Linked DNA regions of Sus scrofa: region 1 is linked to region 2. A link is a contact called in public HiChIP or PLAC-seq data. All regions are on one chromosome and are shown on one strand. Each heading gives the region's core, a stretch centred on a gene start, on an enhancer-like site or on the middle of the called end of the contact. The rest is flanking DNA. Distances are from core to core; before and after follow the strand shown.

Region 1 (3,647 bases), core at 86-2,585, 94 kb before region 2:
CTACACGCACACCTACCTCCACGCCCAACAATGAAGCAAGTGACTTTTGCGACCTCTTTCTAGGGTTTAAATCACAGAGGTCAGAATCGACCTAAAAGCCTCAGGTGGACGGTCTGAATGAGGTGGGACAGGGGAGCAGCAGAGTCCAGAGCGTCTTGGTGCGCGCCGGGCTGGCGGGTCTGCGGCTGTCTGGAAAACGCACAAAACGCCCCAGGAGGACCTTCCTAAAAGGCATCTCCTTTAACAGCCCTGCTCCATTTCTGAGCCTGGTGAGGGCTCTCCTCCTTCTGCTTGTGAATCACAGGAGTTTCTGTCGAAAACTTCTCACCACAAGACATCAGAGTAGAGTCCATCTTGGTTTCTAGTCTAAAAGCCAAACGATCTTTTTCTCTGACTTCTTGAGAAACCAGGGGTAGGTGGGTGAACATCCAAAGAGGATGGCATGTTCCTCCCGTTTTCTCCATCACATCTTCATAAAAACGGAGGTTACTCAAGTGCAACATCTCCAAGGCCTGATTCTTGTGATTGAAAACTCAACTACCCAGAGGCGAGATCAGCGGCACAAGACAGCAAGGAGAGGCCAGCCCCGGAATTCTAGCTCAGCCTCATCTCTGGGGTGGGGATGCCTCTGTGTAAGGTCCCCCCCAGTGACTCCTGAGGCTTCCAGCTGGCTGGCCAGAGGTACAGGAGCAGGTGACACAGCCCTGCCATCGTCATCTGACAGTGCTGCAAAGCAGGACAAGGCAGAATGTTTTTCCTAAAATATGCTTTCCAAGCAGAGATGACACTGGATGGGAAAAGAAACCTTTAGAGACAGGAGATAAATCTATTTCCTTCCTTGGAGATAAATCTATTTCCTTCCTTCCTTTTTTTGTCTTGTTAGGACCACACCCGCATGTACAAGTCCCCAGGCTAGGGGTCAAATCAGAGCTACAGCTGCTGGCCTATACACAGCCACAGCAACACCAGATCCAAACCGCATCTGTGACCTACACCACAGCTCACGGCAATGCCGGATCCCTGACCCACTGAGCAAGGCCAGGGATCGAACCCGCATCCTAGTGGATGCTAGTGGGTTCATTATAGCTGAGCCACGACAGGAACTCCCTTTTCTTTCTTAAAGAAAAAAAAAAATCCTCTGTGGTTAGGACACATGTCCCTACTATCTCAAGATAATTCTTACTCAAGAAAACGAAGAAGATCCCTCTGTAACATTCTACCTGCAATTCAACTACCCTGGGCCGCCAATGGAAAGGACCCTTGCTCCAATGTGATAATCACTGTGATCCCTCTCAGTGGAACACCCCTCTGCTTGTTTTGCTCAAATAACACTGTGGTTTTCTTTAACTTCCCTTTTCTAAGGGTGTCAAAAACAAATGGTTTCTTGGGTTCTTACTTCCCAAATTCTGTTGCTTGCAGAAAGTGATGCCCACCTGAAAGGTGGTCCCGACCAATCCCAGGCTGGGCTGCGCTGCCTACGGTCGAGGCCACTGCCCAGGCTGTGTGTGTACGTGCCAGGAGGAGCAGCCCAGAGACATCCTGGGAGATGTGACGTGCCTTTCCCTGACCTCAAGAGAACTGTCATTTGTCAGCTCCTGGGGCAAGCTCAGTGCCAGATCCCTGTGGGTCTGTGCTGCTCTCTTTCCCTCTCGGCTGACGCCTCTCTCGTCCTCTTGGGAGCTGCTGAAACCCTTTGGTCACACGGTTGGCTGAGCAGACCGCACCTGGTTATCCCACCTTCCCAGCTGGCTGCAGGCGGAAAGTGGCCTGCCGTCCTCGCACCCTCCTGCCTGCCTCAGGGTCTGGTCCCAAGAAGGCCCTGATACAGGCTGGAAAGCACCTCTGCTGACTGCTTTCGGTACTCAGTGGAACTAGACACCCCGGAAAGGTGGTTAATTATTGGACAGCCACTCAGTATTTCATTTTAACAAACACTGTGCTCTAAGACCAGCATGGGAGACCAGAGAGGAAAGCTGGATGCAGTACCACCCGCTAACACATTTTTAAGTGACAACACGTGGCCTTTTGAGAGAACAGCCCTCCAACCACCCTTTACGCTTAAATGCCGCCGGGGCACCTGCTGGGTGTTGGGCTCTGTGTCAGGCGGGAAATGAGTTGGTACCAGTCCTCGTGGAGTCACCGTCCACCAGGGAAACAGACGACATGGGTGTCTCATTCCAGTGGGATCAACACTCAGCTCACTGCAGGTCCATATCCTCGGAGCAGAAGCACGAAGGGAAGGCGTGGTTTCCATAAAGTGAGTGCTCTGGGGCTCAGGTGGGTTTTGGGGGGGGGGGTGAGGATTTGGGGGATGAGAAGGCAGCCTCCCTGGGATATGGAGTCTCATACTGAATACACCTTGCTGGTTATCAGCTAAGACTGAGTGTCTGTGTGCCACCCTCTCCCTACTCGGCTGACGGGTGTGTCGGACGGCGGCAATGGAGCCCACGGGGAGGGGGGAGGGTCTGTGGCACCATATGTCACATCTCGTCTGGGCAAGAGCCGCGTAAGCACCTGGGCAGAAGCTACAGCGGTGATTATTGTGATCCTAACACGCCCCTTCCTCCGCATCCAGGATGAATGATTCCCTGTTGAAAACCCTGCGACCAGTCCTACAGCACAGACGTGGAAGCCCTGCTCTGCCGAGGGCCGCCGGGTGGCTGTCCGGCTTCTTCCCAATGTGGTGCCCCTGCCGTCTGCTCACCCTCCACTCCAACCTCAACCACCCGCGCGCCCCCAAATCTGCTGCACTTTCCACCAGGTCCCGTCTTTCCAAATGCCACTGTCCCCAACCCTCCCAGCACTGGCAACCCTTCAACAGCCCCGGAAGACTTGTCTATAGCTGACGAGAGCTGCCCTGCCCTGTGCCTGGCTCCCCACACTGGGCTCCACGCCACATGAGGGCAGGAAATGGAGCCTCGCTTATCTCTGTATTTCAAGAACCTAGCCCAGGGGCTGGGCCGGGCAGAGGGACCGCTGATACCTGCTGGCTGACTCAAAGAAAGGACGGAGTTGCTGTCTGGGCTCATCTTCCCTTTAAGTCCCAGCACTGGTTTAGTCGGTCTCGGTGAACGCCCTTGTCCGATTTCACCTGTGCGCCCCATTCAGCTTAAACCAAAGGGTCACTTTCTAAGCTCAAGAGAGACAAACTTGTAAGTTCTTTTCCCTTTTGATTAAAAAAAATTTGAGGCCAATATGACAAAATTTCATTATTTGCTAATTCTGAGTATGGGAATTACATGAAAATCCCCGGTTAAGAAGAAAAAAATAAAAAGAGAAGCACAGTAATGCATATACTCATTTTTAAGACAGGAAGGGGCTGGGTGGCATAGGGCAGAGGTGCTCATTGAAAAGCAGGAGGAGTGGGCTGGGAAGAACTAAAAATTCAGAAACTTAGCAGCAAAAGTGCGGCTGTGTGTTAGACCCTGAGCAGACTTCCTGAGGGAGGCACATTCTTTCTTAGGATATTCTTTGTTTTCAAAACAGACATTTCCTATCCTAAAGAATGCTCACTAAAATTCCTAAAGTATTTGCTCATATCAGAAAAACACTCACAAGTAATCATTTCTTTTTTTCTTGGTGTAGAAAATTACTGTTTCTTAAGGCATTACAATCATATGACTGATATTTAAATGAAGAAAACACAG
Region 2 (4,091 bases), core at 260-2,759:
CCTATAAGCCAACATAAAATATTAAGCAAATAATTATCAGTTTAGGGAAAGGGATAAGTCCGAGTGTCAATTACGGTTTTGTTGCATCCAAGGCTGGTTCTATACCCTCTCAAGCAGTCTCTGAAGTACTTTAAGAATAAATCCCCCTTCTGCTAAATAAGTCAGACTTGATTCTATTACTTCAACTAACAGGTATGCCTGTATCTTGTAACCGAGAAAGGCTTTTTTCCTTTGACCTCAGATAATAAAAGCAAATTAGATACTTCAGAACCCAATACATACCACATACCAAAAATTTCTAGCCTAAGATTATCTTGGTGTGCTAGATCACATTTTGCTATGGTTACCAAAACGTGGTTAGCATTCTGAAATTTTTTTCTTAGAATAATACAATGATCTGAATCTAAAATCTTTCAAAAGGTGCAACTTTCCAATGATAAACAAGAACAGGAAGTGAATCTTGAAGAAAACCCGTCTTCGAGTTCCCTTCACTGCTGTCTACTCTGCTGTCATCCAGCCTGATTTAACAACATTAAACTTTTCACCATCCCATCCTAATTTAAAGTTATTGACATTTTCATTTCTATTTGAATAAAATATATTTCCTATTGAGCTGGAAAATTTGACATATATTGAAATATTTTAAGTCCTAAGAGGAAGATGGCTAAAATAAAGGAATTGAGTAGCAAAGCAACTTACAAAAGCAGAAATGAAAACAGATGTTGAACTTCTTTGAAACAAAGTTTTACTAATAACCTCAACCAAAAGCTATTTGAGTCAACTACTAGAAATATTCTACCTAGCCAAAAGGTCTCAACAAGCTTCACAGGCCACTGGCTCCTCAAGGGTGTGGGCTAACTCTTTTCAAGGTTCTATTTAGCACCCAAGCACTAGGCATGTTATGGGACGTCAAAACATAAACGACAAGCTCTGCAAAAGCTGAGTTTCGCTCAGTGGCCCTCCATCAGGGGTGATTTTGTGTCCCCGACGTCATCTGGAAATATATGGAGACATGTTTAGCTGTCATGACTGAGGGGATGGGTGCTACAGGCATTCCCCTGGGCAGAGGCCAGGGGTGTGGGCAGAGGCCAGGGGTGTTTCTCAACATCCTATGAGGCACAGGACAGCCCCCACAGCAAAGAACTATGCAGCTAAAAGTGCCAGTGGATGCTGAGAAAACTGGTTTAGGTCAATGTATCACTGCCCTTCACATTCAAATATAAAATCACCGATCCTGTGGTGCCTTTGCAAGCCCTGTGCTGAGAGCTTACAGATTCTTTCAAACAGGATACATTAACTCTGTTCCCTGGAAAAATGCTCTGGCCACTGAAACTGTCACTAAAATCCCTGTGGATGAAAAACCCGAGTCTCCTTTCACAATTAACCAAGGGCAAGGACTTGCTATTTATGCCACTTTGGAGACACTGGGCCTCACTGTCACTGATACTCTGATTACAGCGACTAGCAACCGAATCATCCCTCAGACAATGTCACATGCATCGTCTAGTGAAGCAACAGAAGCCACTTCCTCTCCTTACGTACCTTCTAACATCATCATGATTTTCCTTTTACCACTTTACAGAAAATGGTGCTCGAGATTTCTGGGGCTGCTTCCTCAAAGACGAGTTCCCACTGCAGAGAGGATTAAAGTGACATCAGTGTGTAAGTGGAGCACCTGGGACGTGCTTGGTGTGTGATTCCTGATGGGTGACGTCACACACACAGCACTAGACACCCAGACACTAAACTGGTGGGAAGTCTGAGAACTTTCCAGTGAAGAAAAGAGGTATTCTGAGAATGTAAGAATAAATGGATTATGTTTTTCTCTAGGTAAGACCCTAAAAATTGCTTTATAAACCTGTAACCATTCGATCCTGTAAATACATCACTGAACTCAAACCTGAAATTCAGTGTTTACATTTTTCTTCTAACAGATGTGAGGTGACTTACCAGACACACAAAAAAAGGCAAAGAAAAGAAAGGAAAGGTGGCGTTCTCGTGGTGCCTCAGTGGTAATGCACCTGACTAGGATCCATGAGGATGCGGGTTCAATCTCTGACCTCGCTCAGTGGGTTAAGGACCTGGCGCTGCTGCGAGCTGTGGTGTAGGTCACAGCCATGGCTCAGATCCCGCACTGCTGTGGCGGTGGTGCAGGCCTGTGGCTGCAGCTCACATTCAACCCCTAGCCTGGGACCCTCCAAATGCTGCAGGTGCAGCCCTAAAAAGTGAACGAAAGAGAGAGAGAGAGAGAGAGAGAGAAGGGGGGGGGGGGAGGAAAAGGCATTAGTACAAAAGAAAAGTCAAAGTAACCTGCGTGTGGCAGATCACAGCTTCAGTCACAGCCAGATCTCTCCAGTATTCAAGAACATTCTCTCACTCGCCACGGTGTCTCCCAGAGGCTCCACGCTGAGGGAGCTTTAATAAAAGGGAATAAGCTTTTGTTCCTACAGGCACTAAGCTGAGAGAAGAGTCAGTCAGGTAAAGAATTACAAAACTGAGCAGAAAACGTGCTCTGTAACTCATAAGCGGAAAGTCAGCCGTGAGCACAAAAGGACGGAGTGGCTACGTCGGGCTGGGGAGGGTCGATGGAGTGGGGACAGCCAAGGTCAGCCCTGAAGGACACGCAGAATTCTGCCGAGCAAAGGGGAGGAAGGATGCTGCAGTCACAACCGTCTGACTGATTAACAAACGGAGGCACAGAGAAATACGTAAATAAATTCAGAGATGTGAAAGGACACAGGAGTGACAGGCAGTAGTAAATAACGCCGTTTCGCTGGTGTGGCGAGCACACAGGGGAGTGGGAGCAGACGAGGCTGGAGAGGTCGGTAGGAAGGCAGCTCTGAGGTGCCTCACCAACAAGGTAAACTTCTTAGAACTGCACCAGGAAGGGACAGGTTTACGAGGGTGTAAAGGAATGAAGGCAGGATCTCCTTTGGATGTAAAATCATGGGGGGGGTGGGGACTGCAAATGACAGCTCTGAGTTGGCGACAGGGAGAACAGCTGGGAGGCAACTGCAGCAGTCCAAGCAGTCCAAACGTGAAAGGAAATCCAAAGACCAATGACTTTTCATTCACTTACTTACTCCACCCACCCGCCCACCCACCATCACTCACTCATCTATCCAACCACCCAGCGAACACAGTGCCCGCTACATGGGAGCCACTCTGTGAACTGAGGCACGGTCAGCAGGTAAGGTTGGCATGACCCCTGCTTGCATAGAGCTTACATGCTGATGGAGGAGACAGATACTCGACTGTTTACCACACAATTATTTAATCTCTGTGGGGACAGGTGTTACGAGGAATGCTAAGAAAGCACATCACAAGAGACTGCAACCTGATCTGAGGGTGGAGGTGGTCAAAGAGAGCTTTGAGAAGTGACCTTTAAGCTCTTTCTGAAGCCTCTGAGTTGGGACTCTCACCTCTCATTCTAAAAAAATTCTGAGGAGTTCCCATTGTGGCTCAGTGGAAATGAACCCAACTGCTATACAGAAGGATTCGAGTTGGATCCCTGGTCCCACCCAGTGGGTTAAAGGATCTGGAGTTGCCATGAGCTGTGGTGTAAGTCGCAGACATGGTTTGGATCTGGCATGGCTGTGGCTGTGGTGTAGGCTGGCAGCTGTGGTTCCAATTTGACCCCTGGTCTGGGAACTTGTGTATGCTGCAAGTACACTCCCCCCACCCCCCAAAAAAGGAGTGGGGCATGGGGGCAGGCAACAGAGCTCAAGATCCAAAGGCTTTACCTATGCAACAATAGACTTTTTAAAGAGTGACTCATTAAGGAAAGAAAGTCTAAACCTTTGCTGTGACCAATACACAGAAACATAATCCTCTGCAGACTGATAAACATGACAAACCAGAACCTGTCAACTTCCATTGCTTCATTTTGACTGGGAGGCATTCTGTTTTCAGAGTGGAGTAATCTAGGTCAAAATTCCAATGGACTTATGTGCCTCTAAGCAGATTTTTTAGTCTCCCCGGGAATCAGTTTTCTACCAATAAAACAGATACAGTCATACCAATTTCAAAAAGTACTTTTGAAAATAGGAATTAAAGAGGTTTCCATGTTAAGGATGGAACAGCAGGTTAAG

The links. HiChIP or PLAC-seq counts read pairs in DNA pulled down with a chosen protein or histone mark.
Region 1: a contact with region 2 is called in an H3K27ac HiChIP or PLAC-seq map of alveolar macrophages. The contact joins two enhancer-like sites. A contact is called at or near these places in 2 of 47 Hi-C or Micro-C datasets (blood and fetal liver) and 1 of 2 datasets of contacts at active chromatin or transcription factors (alveolar macrophages).

Annotation. Positions count from the first base shown.
Region 1 is chr11:68,309,804-68,313,450 of Sscrofa11.1, reverse strand. All of the region lies in intron 9 of UBAC2 (ubiquitin-associated domain-containing protein 2), which reads right to left. Among named protein-coding and RNA genes, the nearest start is that of GPR183, 63 kb to the right of the region's middle. Within about 2 kb of position 1,335, at least 4 of the 83 cell types and tissues checked have an H3K27ac peak or open chromatin away from gene starts, as enhancers often do. A contact at or near this core is called in alveolar macrophages, where this site is marked.
Region 2 is chr11:68,215,834-68,219,924 of Sscrofa11.1, reverse strand. The region is part of intron 5 of UBAC2 (ubiquitin-associated domain-containing protein 2); the gene reads right to left. Among named protein-coding and RNA genes, the nearest start is that of GPR18, 26 kb to the right of the region's middle. Within about 2 kb of position 1,509, at least 26 of the 83 cell types and tissues checked have an H3K27ac peak or open chromatin away from gene starts, as enhancers often do. A contact at or near this core is called in alveolar macrophages, where this site is marked.